Regions from separate parts of the Mus musculus genome. Here regions 2 and 3 are each linked to region 1. Evidence: chromatin contacts called from public HiChIP or PLAC-seq and promoter capture Hi-C data. All regions are on one chromosome and are shown on one strand. The core of a region is the stretch at or near the end of the contact, and the rest is flanking DNA. Distances in the headings are between cores, read along the strand shown. Region 1 holds the start of Gpr45 (G protein-coupled receptor 45). Region 2 has its middle 83 kb from the start of Tmem182. Region 3 holds the start of Slc9a4 (solute carrier family 9 (sodium/hydrogen exchanger), member 4).

The links. Promoter capture Hi-C pulls out the DNA fragments that hold promoters and counts their contacts. HiChIP or PLAC-seq counts read pairs in DNA pulled down with a chosen protein or histone mark.
Region 2: an H3K4me3 HiChIP or PLAC-seq map of forebrain shows a contact between it and region 1, with 18 times the contacts expected there. The contact joins the enhancer-like site here to the promoter of Gpr45 in region 1. A contact is called at or near these places in 5 of 39 promoter capture datasets (the 3T3-L1 cell line, the C10 cell line, hippocampal neurons and 1 more) and 3 of 115 datasets of contacts at active chromatin or transcription factors (astrocytes, embryonic forebrain and forebrain).
Region 3: a promoter capture Hi-C map of liver shows a contact between it and region 1, with 4 times the contacts expected there. The contact joins the promoter of Slc9a4 here to the promoter of Gpr45 in region 1. A contact is called at or near these places in 3 of 39 promoter capture datasets (hippocampal neurons, liver and pre-B cells).

What each region holds. Positions count from the first base shown.
Region 1 is chr1:42,951,026-42,955,818 of GRCm38.p6, forward strand. Gpr45 (G protein-coupled receptor 45) reads left to right here and starts at 1,847. Exons shown (of 2, transcript NM_053107.4): 1 at 1,847-2,208. It overlaps Gm39633 (a long non-coding RNA gene), which reads right to left and starts at 1,693. Exons shown (of 3, transcript XR_865396.3): 1 at 1,549-1,693.
Region 2 is chr1:40,886,565-40,891,374 of GRCm38.p6, forward strand. No RefSeq gene overlaps it. Among named protein-coding and RNA genes, the nearest start is that of Tmem182, 83 kb to the left of the region's middle. Within about 2 kb of position 1,272, at least 12 of the 459 cell types and tissues checked have an H3K27ac peak or open chromatin away from gene starts, as enhancers often do. A contact at or near this core is called in forebrain and hippocampal neurons, where this site is marked.
Region 3 is chr1:40,578,771-40,583,529 of GRCm38.p6, forward strand. Slc9a4 (solute carrier family 9 (sodium/hydrogen exchanger), member 4) reads left to right here and starts at 1,457. Exons shown (of 12, transcript NM_177084.3): 1 at 1,457-2,001. The coding sequence starts at 1,746. Gm35801 (predicted gene, 35801) reads right to left here and starts at 1,892. Exons shown (of 2, transcript NR_168311.1): 1 at 1,686-1,892.

The DNA.
Region 1 (4,793 bases), core at 597-3,096:
GATGGGTTTTGCCTGCTCATTCTAAAAGTAGTTTGCACAGCATGGGGTTGAGCAATGCTGAGACTGTCACAAGGATAGCCAGGAGTAGACATAGACAGGAATCAGCTCAATTCCATGCACAGCCTGGATGCCTGAGAGCTACTGCCACCAGTGTGGGTTGGGGAGGCTGCTGGGGACAGCTCATACAGACTCAGGGCCCAGCAGGCAGACCAGGCATTTATTTTCTAGTCACTGTGGCCAGTGTGGCTGAAAATGTGGACAGAGAGTGGACATTTCCTTTCAAAAACTGTGCCCTGGAGTCATGCCATAGAGAGCTAGGAGGAGTTCTGCAGAGGCCTGCTGGCAAGTACTGGCATGAACCTCCACAGGCCTCTGGGAAGAGAAGAACCACTCTGCTATCTGTACACTGAGCTTCTGCAAACGAAATGGGGCTGGGCCTCTGTCACCCTCTGAAAACAAGGCCACAAATCGTTTGGAAGAGCAATCTCTCTGGACTCCAATCATTTTGCGTTCCCACGTGGAAGGTTAAGTGCTTACCGCATCTTCTCAACCTTTCTAGGCCAAGCATTCTGCATGCACAAATGCCTCTCAGACAGACTCCATCCACACTCCTAGTTTCTCCCATGAGAAAACAAGGCTCAGAGTTGTCAAGTCATTGGCCTGAGGGCACACAGCTGAAAAGAGGTGAAAGACAGAAAGCCCGATAGTCTGAGACCAGAGTCTTCATCTCGATCTATTTACCTATCTTCTGCATAGCACAGCTCTGCAAGACACTCACCAAAGGGCACCCCTCTGCTTTGCCAACATGAGGCACATAGTAAACCCTCAGATGGCCCGAGTCTGTCCCTAGCATGCTGCCTACCGAGGAACCAATAGGCCATGCATCTTATGCTGTGTGTGGCCCTAGGACTCCAACCCAATCAGTGAGGAATCTGGTTCTCTTAGTAGCTGCCCAGCTTCCCCGTCAAGACTCCAAGGATCAGCAAGGAACACCTCAGCCGACCTCTATGGCTTGTAATCTGCACTTGGGTTCACTGAGGTAAGAACTGAAGCTCTTGGAATTTAAGGCGACATCCTGCTTGTTCTTTTTTTTTTTTTTTTTCCTGGAGGGACAGGCATCAGTCAGTCACATTTGGCAAGGAATTTGGGAGACAGTCGCAGCAATCTGGCCTTTGGTGGATCATTGTTGATTAGCTCATGGTATATAGGTTCCCACCTAAGCCAAACAGCACAAGTGAATGAAGCCTGGGGCCTCAGGGAAGCTCCGACAACTAGAGCCATGTTTTCAACTGGAGTGGATGAAAGATTGGAAAATTCTGGCCTGCCTTGAGGTTGAAGATGGTTTGTTTCACTATTCCCCTTTGACTTCACACACACACACACACACACACACACACACACACACACACACACACACACACACACTGAAAAGTTTTCAGAATATGAAAAAAAATCAAAATCACTCTTGTCACCAAGATGCAAATGACTGAGTCAAGCCATGGAGTTACTTTTCCCAAAGAGTCGCCCATGGGAGACTCAAGATCTCACCTGCCCAATTGTCATCCTTAGTGGTCCGCTAAGTACTAGGGTCCGTGCTAGAGAGGAACAGGTGCCCAACAGGGTGGTTCACAAAGGGCCCCGACCCTCCATCACCTCTCAGCTGGCTCTCCCTCACCAGAGCCTCCGGGCACTTAACCTTCAGGTCTGTTCATCGGAGGAGGTGGATAGGGTTGGCTGGTCTGGGGTAGAGGTCTGTAGGAAAGTGGGCGCGGGTTGCTGGGAGCCGCGCAGTTGAGGCGGGGAGTCTAGCAGGTTCCTAGGGTTGCCCGCAGACGCGGGGGTGGGTGGAGACGATCACGATTGAGTAGGAGCACACAGGCGCACTCACTGCCTTCCTCCTTCCCTTCCTCTTCCTCCCACCCCGCCCCAGGGGGGGCGGTACCCTGGTCCCTAGGGGAGGTCTGCACCCCCGGAGGGTGGCGGCCCCCGAGGAGGGCTGGGGTTGGGACTGCTGCGGCGGGTGGCAGACGCCGCGGGCCCCTCCCCCACGCTCCCTCGCTGCCTCCCCCTGCTCCCTGCCCCTCCTCCTCTCCATCCTCCCCTTCTTCCTCCTGGTCCCCGGCAGCCGCGGCTAGGGGAACAGCCGGCGGCACCGGGGCCGCTCAGCCTTTGTCTCGGGCCGCTGGGCGCATCCGGGCCCAGTGCAGCGTAAGTGACCGGGGCCAGGGCCGGGCCGCGGGGGGCTTGGTGGGGCGGGCCCTGGCGCGGGTGCTGCCTTGCGGGGTGGAGTGCGGCGGAGGGGAGGCCGGGCCGGAGGAGCCTCGGCTGTGATGCTCGGGCGGCGCCAGCGCGGGGGCGCAGAGGGGCGCGTGGCCGGCTCGCGGGGCGCCGCAGCCTCGCGCCCGCGGACGTGCGGCTTGGGTGCAAATCCTGTTTCTCCGGGCAGAGGCCACGCGGGGACGGCGGAGGCTGCGAGGACCTGCAGTCATGGAAAAACGGGAGAGGAGCCGGCCCAGCGTCACCACCGCCACTGTCACCACCATCACCATCACCACCACCATTTCTGATCGTCGCCCATCCCACTACCCCGCCTCATCCCCCATCTCATCTCCCCGTGTACTGCCAACTCTGTCAGACCATTTCCTTTACATCGGGTAATACTTAGACAAGAGATCGCAAGTGAGAGCAGCTGCTGTGGGACGTTCATCCAACAGGCCACTGAGCTGCCTCGGTTTTCCCCATCAGAGAAAGGGGCCTTAGGACGCCTTCCCCAGATTGCCACTGAGGTGGGCTGGGTGTCTGTTTAATCTGGATTTTAGAAGGGACAGAGAGACATGTCATTTGTTAACGATGAAAGTGACACCAGGGTAATGGCTTCATCAAACCAGAGGTTTGCAGTTTGAGAGTTCATCTCTTATCTTTTAAGTATCAAAGTATTAATAGAAAATGAAAACGTAAAGAAATGAAACTTTGACCGAACTGTTCCGAAAAAAAAAAGAAGCAGAAGCAAGTATTTTGTAGGAAATTCACTTCAGCTTGCTAAGGGCAGTTCACTTTGTTTAGAGTGGACAGTGTCCTTTTTTTTTCTTTTTTTCTTTCTTTTTTTTTTTTTGTGCTGCATTTCTGATGAAGCTCATTTTATTTTAGAGGCATACCATATACCCCTAGGTGCTGTTCACCCCACCTGAACAGCGTCTTAATTACTGGGTTTCAAAACAGCCTTTTGCCAGCTCAGCACAGAACAGTGAGACTAAACAGGCGTTCCTAGAATGTGTCCAGGCACCTGCCTCCTTTTGAAAAGACACAGCAAGATCCTAAGCCCGTTCTTTATTTCCCTATTGTTCCTAGAAAATTTGGGGAACCCCACTTGGGTTGCCACAGGTTTCCGGGGAGGCATTAGAGGCTCCTTTTAAGGATTCTTAGTCTTATTAATAAAAGAGTTTAAGAATGGGCTTAGAAGGAAGCTGGAGGACAATTTTGAATTTATTTTACTTGAACCCCAGGGCAGGCAAGGTGTAAATCTCAGCAGTTTCCAGGAGGGAATCTGGCAAGAGAGGAAGAGACAGCCCTACTACATGGTGGAACTGGAGAGAAGTGGGTGTTAGGGACGACTTCAGTGTGCAGAGCAGCACCCTCAGACTTTTGGCAACTATCTGAAAGAAGGAAAAAGTGTTTCAAACAAACAAACAAACAAACAAAGAATGGAAAAGAGAAAGTTATGTTTCTCCAGGTAATTTAGAAAATTGGTGGTGGAGCCACACAGCCAGGAGTTATGAGAAGGAATGGTACATTCGCTCAGGAAAAGAATGGTTATTGCTCTCATCCCTTTGGCACGACTTAGGGTGAATCTGCCTTTCTGAAGGGTGGTCCCTTTGTCCAGGAGACCAACGGGTCCAGCTAGATTAACTCTTGTGCTCTGGATAGCTTAGAACCTTCAGTCACCATCCAAGCGCAGAGGTGGATCCCATTCTTTTGACCATGAGAAAAACATGTTTTCCTGAGTGGCCCCAACAAAGCCCTGATTCAGGGCTCTATAATATTCTCTATAATAGGTCTATGAGGGTGGCCCTCATGAGGTGGTTTACTCTGTGTCTTGCATGAAGTAGGAAAAGTAAAGTTGTTAAAAATGATGAATGTGTGAGCATGGTCAGCATGCCTTGTGTACATCTGTGAAATTGTCCATGAACAGACTTTAACTCAAAAAAAGAAAAATAATTGTAAACACAACATAATAACAGCGATAAAGAAGACTCAGCAAGCAGTGCTTGCCGTTACCGCAGTTGGAAATAGCTCAGATGCACCTCATAGACTCCGACCTCCCTGCTTTATGAAATGGAGTTTCATGAAAATCTCCAAAATTTGTAATTTTTATGGAGCAAGCCTTTGAAACAATTTCTTGTCTTAAAAAAGTTTCAAGTCCCAAATTTATGTAAGGCATAGCCAGTCACACACAGTCACGTTTCAGAGCAGAAACTAAAGAACCACCACTTTACTGTGTTTTAAATTCTGATTCTTTGGGAAAGAATTAGCATCTTAATGGGCTCTCATGCCTTTGGTTGTGTTTTAGCCTTTTATTTATTTATTTATTTATTTATTTATTTTTATTGCTGCAAGTTCAAAATAACTGATTTGTTTTATTTTGGAGTTTGGGGTACTGGGAATTGATCCCAAGATCTCATGCACACCAAGCACACACTGAGCTACAGCCCTGTATTCTCATTTTTTTAAAAGTATTTATGTACATAGAATGTGCAGTCCCTCATGTCACTTATGCATCTTTGCCTATGTAATCT
Region 2 (4,810 bases), core at 22-2,521, 2.1 Mb before region 1:
CTGCCCTGCTCAGGCAATCAGTGTTCTCTCTGCCCTGCTCAACCAACCAGAATGCTCACTGTCCTTGAAGAGTCCTTCTTCCAGTATCCGTGTGAGACATCTCACAACTGCCTGTAACTCCAGCAAGTGTCTGATGTCCCCTTCTGGACTCCCAGGGACCTGCACTTACTCGCACACAACCCCACACTGACATGCATTCACACACATGATTTAATATATATATATATATATATATATATATATATATATTTAAGTAAAGAAAGGATGGGGTACTTTGTAAGGATGGGACAAAGTACCATCTCATTTTCTGTGTAGTTTGGGAGAAATGGCACCTTGTGCAGAGGTGAAGAGAGGCCAGCCACGCTTTGGGGAACCTGTGGTTTGGCCTGTGGGAAGGTCAGTTTGCGTTGGGGAAGAAGAGCATGTGTGTAGCCCAGCTCATCAAACAGATGTTTCTATTAAAAAAAGAGAGATTGCATGCTTTTTTCTCTTGTACATGTGAAGATTAAATATTCGTGTAGCATCTATGTTTGTGTCTATTTGTCTATAACTGTAAATGATTAGACCTGAGAAGGGCCTATTTGGGGCAATGATATAGATTATTGGCAGAAGGGGTAAAATATGATGCATGTAAGATCACACCATAAAAGGAACCCTTTTGCTTTTTACATTTACAATAATATACATACATACATACATACATACATATATATATATATCACATACATATATCTCATATGTATACACATATACATACATGTATATGTGTATATATACACACACAGAACAATGCTACCTGTGTTGATTTTCTTACTGTCCAAGGAAAAGCCCCTAATCAGAGAAGACAAAATAGAATCTTAATATTATTAGGCTTTTAAAGTGGAGTTGTGGATAGCTCTGTTGACTGGATTACTATTCTTCCAAAACCAATTTTCTTTTTTATGACTTGATACTTGATGGACACACAAAGGGCAACACGGTCACCAGCAGCCAATATGGTGCACACATGACTCTGTGTGTGTCGAGATATGAGTGACCCAGAAGATGTCCACTATCCAGGTGGAAATATATTTAGAGAATGTCTGGTTGTTAGAGGATCGGCATCCCAGTCTCTTTTCACCTCTTTACCCCACCCCTTCTAGAATGCTTTAAAGCAGGCCAGGGAGCTGATTCTTAGTCAGGTAACCTCGCAGGTTTCTGCTTTGTACTTGGGAAATCTCTTCCAGGAATGACCACCTGGTGGCGGTGCTGGGCACATCTTCTTCTCTGGAGTCTGTGTTAGGAACGACCTTGCCTTTCTTTCCCATGAAGCGCTCAGCCTGCCAAACTTAGAGGTACCACACATGCAAAAGAACGGGCTTCCAGCCAGCCTGTGGATCGGGCTGCGCAGGGTCCTTCTCCAAGGCTTTGCTCTATTCACGTGGGCATAGAAGATGAACGAGTAGTGTGCGCGGCTCCTAGTTCACTTCCCCTGTGAAATTCGCCTCCCACCTTTCTGACTAATTGGTTTAAAAATACCAGAGAGCTGACTTTCTTGTTATTGTTTTGTTTTGTTTTTATATAAGACTTGGGGTTTTCAGTTTGTATCGAAACGATCACTAAGGTTTCGTTCAGGCAGCAGACAATCGTACAGAACTTCATAAGGACAGCAACACACACATGCTCGTCGCTGCCCTGCTTGTCCCCACTAAACATGAACTATGACCTTGTCTTTTAAAATACTTCTAAGGCACAAAACAGCGTACGTTCTTTATTTGATTTGATTTTTTAAAAAAGTTTTTGTGAATATTAGACGATGCCTGGACCAGTTGGCTTCATGTTCCCAAAATGGCTGTAAAGGAAGGAAAACCTGCTGCAGGTACCTACATTGTACAGGAAGTGCGTACAGATCTGGTGGGGGCTCTGGCACCAAGTCACCAAATCTTACTTAGGTTTATCTGCCAGTAGAAGGCACACAATAAGCACTAGGCCTTGTGTCAAAGACTGAATGACCCGGTCAGGGTTCCTGTCTTTTGGGTGTTAGAATGTGCCAGCAAAAAACTGATCAGGTCAGCTGGGTCCTCCCACCCAGGAACATGTGACTTTCAGATCTTTTTAAAGCCCAGGCTGTAGACTGCACTAGAGGCCAGAGAGACTGCATGGGAAGCACGGAGCACAGCAGAGGTGTTTGTATGCGGTGGGGAGGGGCACTAATCCATAAGCTCCAAACTTGGTATCTTCGATGTATTTGTTAGCTAAATTATGTAAGAACTACTGGCGCACTTGGCCCATATTCTCCCTCTTGTAATTGAAAATTAAACCTTCAGCCCAGGAAAGTAACTGTCATTTGAATGAAGTTCAAACTCCACTTTCAAAGCTCTGAGCCCTCTGGACGACTTCCTAACCGGATGGTGTTGTTCCTTACAGTGTCTTCCCTGACAAGGTCCCTTTGCTGGTGACTTATATTCTTAACAGCTTAGAATATGGTATTTAGATGGTTGAAACTGTGTTTAGTGAACTTACTGACAGTCATCTTTCAGTTCAGAGCCAGGTCAGTGGGAAGATGTAAAACTAATAATTATTAATATAATAATAATAATAATAATAATAATATACTTTTGGTCATCAATATCCACATACTCCTCTATAAAATTTTAGGATGGTAAGCCAGAATAAGTTGTATAAAATCATTCAAAACACCTCCTGAAAGTTAAAAAAAAAAAATCAATCATATGTTTCTCTCTGTCACATTTTGGGTCTGAACTAATTTATTTGATGATACATCAATGATGAGAAGAAAACAGGAATATTTAAGAAATTAATGATATGGTGCCATGGATCTTCTGCCAACCACTTACAAAAAGAAGCCAAAATATTAATGGTATAAAATATGTTTCTATACATTTGGAATCTTAATGAGAGTCTTCTGATGTGTTGCGGGTCGGGTGCCAAATCCGCCTATACTCCAGTAGAGCTCAGGTATGGAGGAGAACCATGTGCAACTCGGATGAAGGTGAACTGAAAAGTTAATATTCATAGGATTTTAGTCAGAGCACATTCGTTAGAGGAAAAGGTAGAGAGAGACCTAAGGGATTATTCAGTTTGTGTTTGGTGAAACACAAAAGACGTCTCATAGTTTGCTGAGGAAAACTGTGGCGCTTCTTTCACTGGGTCCTCTCTCCCTTAATTTAGACTCTTGCTGGGTGATTCTTGCTTCTACACTGTAATTTCCAGTTTCCCCTAAATATAGACTCTGGATCCAAGCCATCCTAATTAAACAGCGAGGTTCTTTCGTAGCGAGCTCGGATGCTTCCGAAATCAATTTCAAGCTTTACGCGGTAGGCATGTGACCTGCCTCTTTGCCTATCCCTTTATCTGTTTATCTTGAAATGGTCAATTTCGAGTAATATTTTAACGGCAGGTTTGCACGACTTGCGGGGGGGGGGGCGTCTGGTTGATTACATTTCCTATATTACATGTACATGTAATTATTAACCTTGCTATGTTCGGGGAGGAGGTTCGAGGCAATCTTCACACTTTTCCCATCCTGAAGTAGACATCCATCCCTTTCAGTAGGAAGTTAAGTCTTTGTATTATAAATGAAGAAAGTGAGATAAAATGTTTTTTAGCCTAAGGCTACCCGGAGAAACACGCATCAGATCCTTTTGTTGTGGCACAGAATTCATGTCTTTTCTTGACACACAGCTGTTGGAGATAATGGGATTTTCACTAAGGGAATAGAAGGTGAGAGCGACTCAAACACCAGAAACTCCCGCACATGCCAACTGCAGGAGCAAGCTGGAGGCTGGGAGGCAGCGCTTGGGGGCTGGCTCAGGAGCCCTTGTTCCTTTGTGCCATTCTCAGAGCTGGCTCAAGTCTCCCAGAGGGCATCCAGCCTGGGAGTTCAGGACCTGAGCATGCGCTCAGCATTCCCTGCTGCCATGCACCTCAGAGAACACCACACAGCTCTCTTTGGGCTCTGGTTATTGCAGACAGCCGTTTGCTCTGACTACAGCTGGGGATGGGGAAGAAGGAGGCGATCCAAATTCTACAGGAAGGCTGCAAATCATTTTCTCTGTAACCCGAAGTCCCCGTATCTGTTGCGGGAGCCATTTGAGAGTACCTTTAAATAGACTTGGATTTGTCCTTTGACTTTGGCTTCCAGAATGTAATTTTACTCTCTTTCTCTCTGATTGTGGTGAGGTGGTGAGCACCGCGGCTGTCTTTTTAAATTGCCTTTGAAAGGCAACGACTTCTGAAGCAGCTCTTGCTTGCCCTGAGGCTTAGGAGGTCAAGGAGCAAAATTCAGACACATGGTGAGCCAGAGTTCTCCTCAAAGTGTTTGTGGTCCCCGGCCACGCATTAGAATACCACTTCAGGGATTCTGAAATAGCTAATACTGGGAAACCTTCTTCCCACAGGCTAAATCAATTTCTTCAGGATGGGCTAAGGGCACGGGTGAATTTCTAAAAGTTCCACTAGTGACTTGAACTTGCAGTCGGGTCTGCAGATGGCTGTGCTCATGGAAAACCTTGGTGATTTCAGGGGCCCCGGTGAGAGTCACGGCCTCCAGCTGAATTGCTGACATCTAAAATTAATTTCGGAATGCCTTACTAAAAACAAAATAACCCCATCTAAGAAAGCAACCTGGAAATGTGGAATGAACAGGCAGGACAAAGATGAATCCTAAACCTGTCCTTAACTGTTCAATAGCTCAGTCAGTACTCTACACGCTCTGCAGTCTATAGGCTTGGGTGTCCTCTGTGTGGGTTAAAGTTAAGAAGAAATAGCAGGAGAGAAAGAGATGTTTTAAGAAATGAGAGGAAAAGGG
Region 3 (4,759 bases), core at 207-2,706, 2.4 Mb before region 1:
ACTTCTCTCCCTGGAGTTAATTGTACTTTGTAAATCCATGGTTGACACACGCTTACCTATCTGCTTGATGCTTTCCTTTGTCTAAGATAGCCCCTGTATGTCCAATGAAATTCATAGTTACATCAAATGCTACCTAGTGGCTATTTGTAAAACTAACCCATCCCTCTGACCATGCTGTTGTTGTTCTATTTACGTTCCATGCTGTTACTTTCTATCTTCTGTCTTAAAGGATTTCCAGGCTGGAGAGATAGCTCAGGGGTTAAGAGCACTGACTGCTCTTCCAGAGGTCCTGAGTTCAAATCCCAGCAACCATATGGTGACTCACAACCATCTGTAATGGGATCTGATGCCCTCTTCTGTTGTGTCTGTAGACAGCTATAGTGTACTCATATACATAAAATAAATAGTCTTTAAAAAAATAATTTCCATTTGTAAGTGGATCAAAAGGTGGTTTTGTAAGGTGCAATTGACAAGGAAGGGAGATGACGTGGTAAAGTTCAAAGTGATGCTGTGGCCTCAAGCAGAGCTCGTTAGTTGTTTTTACATCCTTGCTTCAGTTGTCTTTAGAAAAATACACATTAAATCTGTAGGCAATTTGGGCCTTTTGAAGTTCCTTCTCTCCCCTCCTCCTCTTCCTCCTCCTTCTCCTCCTCCTCTTCTTCTCAATTTTATTTACTGTCCTATCTGCTCCACTGGCCCAATGCAACTACCCACTTCCAGATAAAGAACCTTTGACAAAATCCATTCTGGACCTCATAGCTAGGCTGTGTAGACACTTCTTTTGTACAGACAGAGCACAATGGCACAATGGTTAGCTACTGGGTTTGAGTATTTGAGAACATTTTTCCAACTGAGTTTTCAGACACATTCATGAAGTTTCTCATTTTGGTTTCTTCCCTTTGAGAAACTCACTGTGGAGCTTAGAGAAAGCTGGAGCTTTGTTTCTTCCATAATTTATTGGCCAGGAAATCAAGTATTCATTATCTTCATTGCTTTGCCACTTCCTCCTCCCTTGTCTGTGAAGACAGTCTTATGGGTCTTCCAGGACAGTGCTATTTCGTCCTCATGGCCTGGCGCAATTCCTAACAGCTCTTCATCCTCAAAAATACTTTGGTTTGAGCGCTAACCCAACAGACAGCAACTTGGTCCTTATCAGCCACAAAGGCTGATATGTTGCAGGTGCCCACTAGGTGTCAGTAGTGTAGCCTGCCAAGAACCTTCGGAACAAGCATTTCATTACAAAAGTCAAATCAAAGCAAATAATTAAAGTGTGGTTCAAAAGCTACCTGCGGCTTTGACCGGTTCAAAACAGGTGAGACAGAATCTCGGGAGGTGAGGAGGCTCAGGTGTGGGACAGGTGGCTCCTTCCTGGGATCCAACAGGGCAGAAAGGAATCCTTTCCTTATAAAGGACTTCAGTGTTTCTCGGAATGAGTCTCTTCCCAATTTACACTCACAAGATGAAGCCAGTGTTCAGAGAATGAGGAAACAGTTTCGAATGAAGAGGGATTGATTTCTCTTTATAGATATCTCTTTGAGCCCAGAACTGAGCTGCCTGAACACAGTAGATTTTAAGAAGATTTGAAAGGACGCACCTGCAGAGTCATCGCACCGGACCTCTTTGGAAATGACTTCTGGATTGCAAATAGATTGCCTCTCGGTCAGATAGTGCAGCTGGAAACTCACCTGTGCCGCAGAGGCGTGGCATACATCAGGACCCAGGTGCGAAGTCAGAGTCGCACAGGCATGGGTCCTGCAATGTTTATGGCTTTTCGTTTATGGAACTGGTTACTACTGCTGGCGGTCCTTACACGTTCCGAAGCAACATCGTATGTTAATGAGTCCTCCAATCCCACTGCCCAGCAGGCACCTGATGCTCGGTTTGCTGCTTCTAGCTCAGACCCCGATGAAGGGATATCTGTTTTTGAACTGGATTATGACTATGTTCAAATCCCTTATGAAGTCACCCTCTGGATACTGCTCGCATCTCTTGCCAAGATAGGTAAGTCCTCTAGCACAGGTTGAGGGAGGATTGTTTCTTACCTGAGTTGTCATGTATGAACATCTCTTACATGACAGACTACGATGAGTTAAGTAGACAGTAACTGCTACTTGTAGTGCGCATTTCCCTGAAGTGTGGCTGTTTAATGTTTCAGGATTGTGTTTGAAATTTAAACGCATACTTCCAGGTCCTGCATGGTTTTGACTTCATATTTCAAAAAGATAACCATGTGTTTTCTTTGTCATATAAAAATCTTATGCTATATGTTTAAAAGAATATAAAATGTAAAGTGTACAGTATTCAGGAAATACTGAAGACTACATAACATTCCCCTTCCCCCCCCTTTTTATTAGGTATTTTCTTCATTTACATTTCAAATGCTATCCTGAAAGTCCCCTATACCTTCCCCCAACCCTGCTCCCCTACCCACCCACTCCCACTTCTTGGCCCTGGTGTTCCCCTGTAGATAACATTTATTTTCTAACATAGTCTTTTACTCATTCCTAGCCACAGAACTGTAATTTTGTTAGTTGGGAGACATCTCTAGCAGTTTGCTTACACAGATATTATACAACAAAAATAATTAAAGTCACTTCTGACTTTGCAAGTTCTTTTTCTTCTTAGAATATTATGGGAACTGTTCCTGGAAACATCTGGAAGAATAACATTGAAATGAAATGGAATCTTCCACTTCTGGGGATGGGATGTTGTTTCTTTGCATTTCCCTTTGAAACACTGGAATTGTAAGAGTTGAAAGTAACTGCCTCTGCAACTCTGCTGCCCTTCATGATAGTGGGCAGGTGTTTCAAAGTGTAAAATGCACCAAGTCCTTTTCACTGCAATGTGACGAGCCTGTGGCCTGTTCCTGCCACAGCCCCACAGGTCTACTTTGCCTTAAGGCAGGCAGACACTGGATCCATTTCAGGGAGCTCCCAGTTCAAGGAAACAAGACTGGAATGGTGAAACACAGGCCCAAGAAAACACATTCTAGGCTCCTCTATGCCATGACATAATTTAGAAGTTAATTTTGATTAAAATAAACATCAATTGAAAGGCAAAAATATAGCTGGCGAAGAAGGACAAAAAGAGACCAAGGAAGTTGTGATTAGAAAACAAAGAATATAGGGCTTTAGAAGGTCTTGAGCTGGTCTTAACACAGTGAAGTCTTGCTGAGAGTAATGTCTTTTGGTGAAAATTATGCTCAACTGCATCAACCTGCTTATGCATAGAACATAAGTTCAAAATGGTGCAGTGGGGGACCCACATCTTCTCTTTATACAGCTAAATGTAAAATTCTCCAAGGAGACATTCACTGGTTCCTCATAGTGTATGGAAAGAAATCTACCTTAATTAATTTGGAAGTTAAGCTCTCCACTATATGGGACAACATCATCTTCCAACTTCTCCTTAATTTTCCCAATCCACAGTTTGCTCAAGCCAAGTGGATCATCTCTCAATGAGGGGGAGAAGTGTCTGCCAGGACCAATCCTACCCCAAGCTCCCCTCTCTACAATGCTTCTCATTCTGTTATCCAACTCTGAGAATCTTAGTGTTTCCAGAAGCACCTGGTTACTGTCCACATGAAAGCATCCCTGATGACCAGTTAGTTCATTCAGTTGTACAGTTTTACAGCCAGCTATCACACAGACTGAGATGTGGGTTTTTGCTAAGTAATGTAATGACATAAATCATCTATTTAATTTGGGGAAATTTATAAACTAGTGCAGGTAAGTAATGTACACATGTTGTAGATTGGGATCATTGTTACTAAACAAGCATTAGGGAGATAAATTGTTCTGGTAGTTTCGAGGAAGACATTAATTCTTCTGGTGGGGAATGGGAAAGGCTTAGCATCAAAGTCTGAAAGGCAAATAATAAGGACAATTCAAGCAGGAAAAACAGATGAGCAAGACAGGAAAAGGGAACCTGATTGCAAAGGATTTTGATTGGCTATATTAAAGGATGGATGCATTTCTGGCAGGACTGCCAAAGCGCCATGTTGCTTTGGGAGCCCCATGGTGAACCACTGAGTTCTGATACCTTTGTATTTGTAGTGTATTTCAGCTCTGTCTAAGTTAGGGTTTCTATTGCTGCAATGAAACACCATGACCAAAAATCAAGTTGGGGGGAAAAAGGGTTTATTTGGCTTACACTACATTTTGCTGTTCATTATTGAAGGAGGTCAGGGCAGGGACCTGGAGGCAGGAGCTGATGCAAGGCTATGGAGGAATGCTGCTTACTGGCTTGCTCCTCATCTCTTGCTCAACCTCCTTTCTTATAATAGAACTCAGTGTCATCACCAGCTTAGAAATGGTTCTACCCACAATGCTCTGAGGATCCCTCCCCCACATTGATCACTAATTGAGAAAATGTCTTACAGTTGGATCTCATGGAGACATTTCCTCAACTGAAGCTCCTTCCTATCTGATGACATTAGCTCCCGTCAAGTTGACACAAACCAGCCAGTACAACCTCATATGCCATACTATTTCAACCTTCTCAGTTATTCATTTCTCACTATTAAATCTTTGCCAACAGTGGGAGTTGCAGTGTAATCTACACCTTTGGCTTTCCACCTTATCAAATTCAACAGCATGCTGGTCTTTACAACCAAATTCTCAATAAACATCTTTAGTTTAATCCATGGGGTACCTTGAGTGCCTTACACATCTTAGGCAGAACTAAGAGTAAGGTACACAGGGTTTGGAAACCCCAGCTCCGAACCTTGTCCTGTGCTTGTGCAGTGGAATGTGGCAAA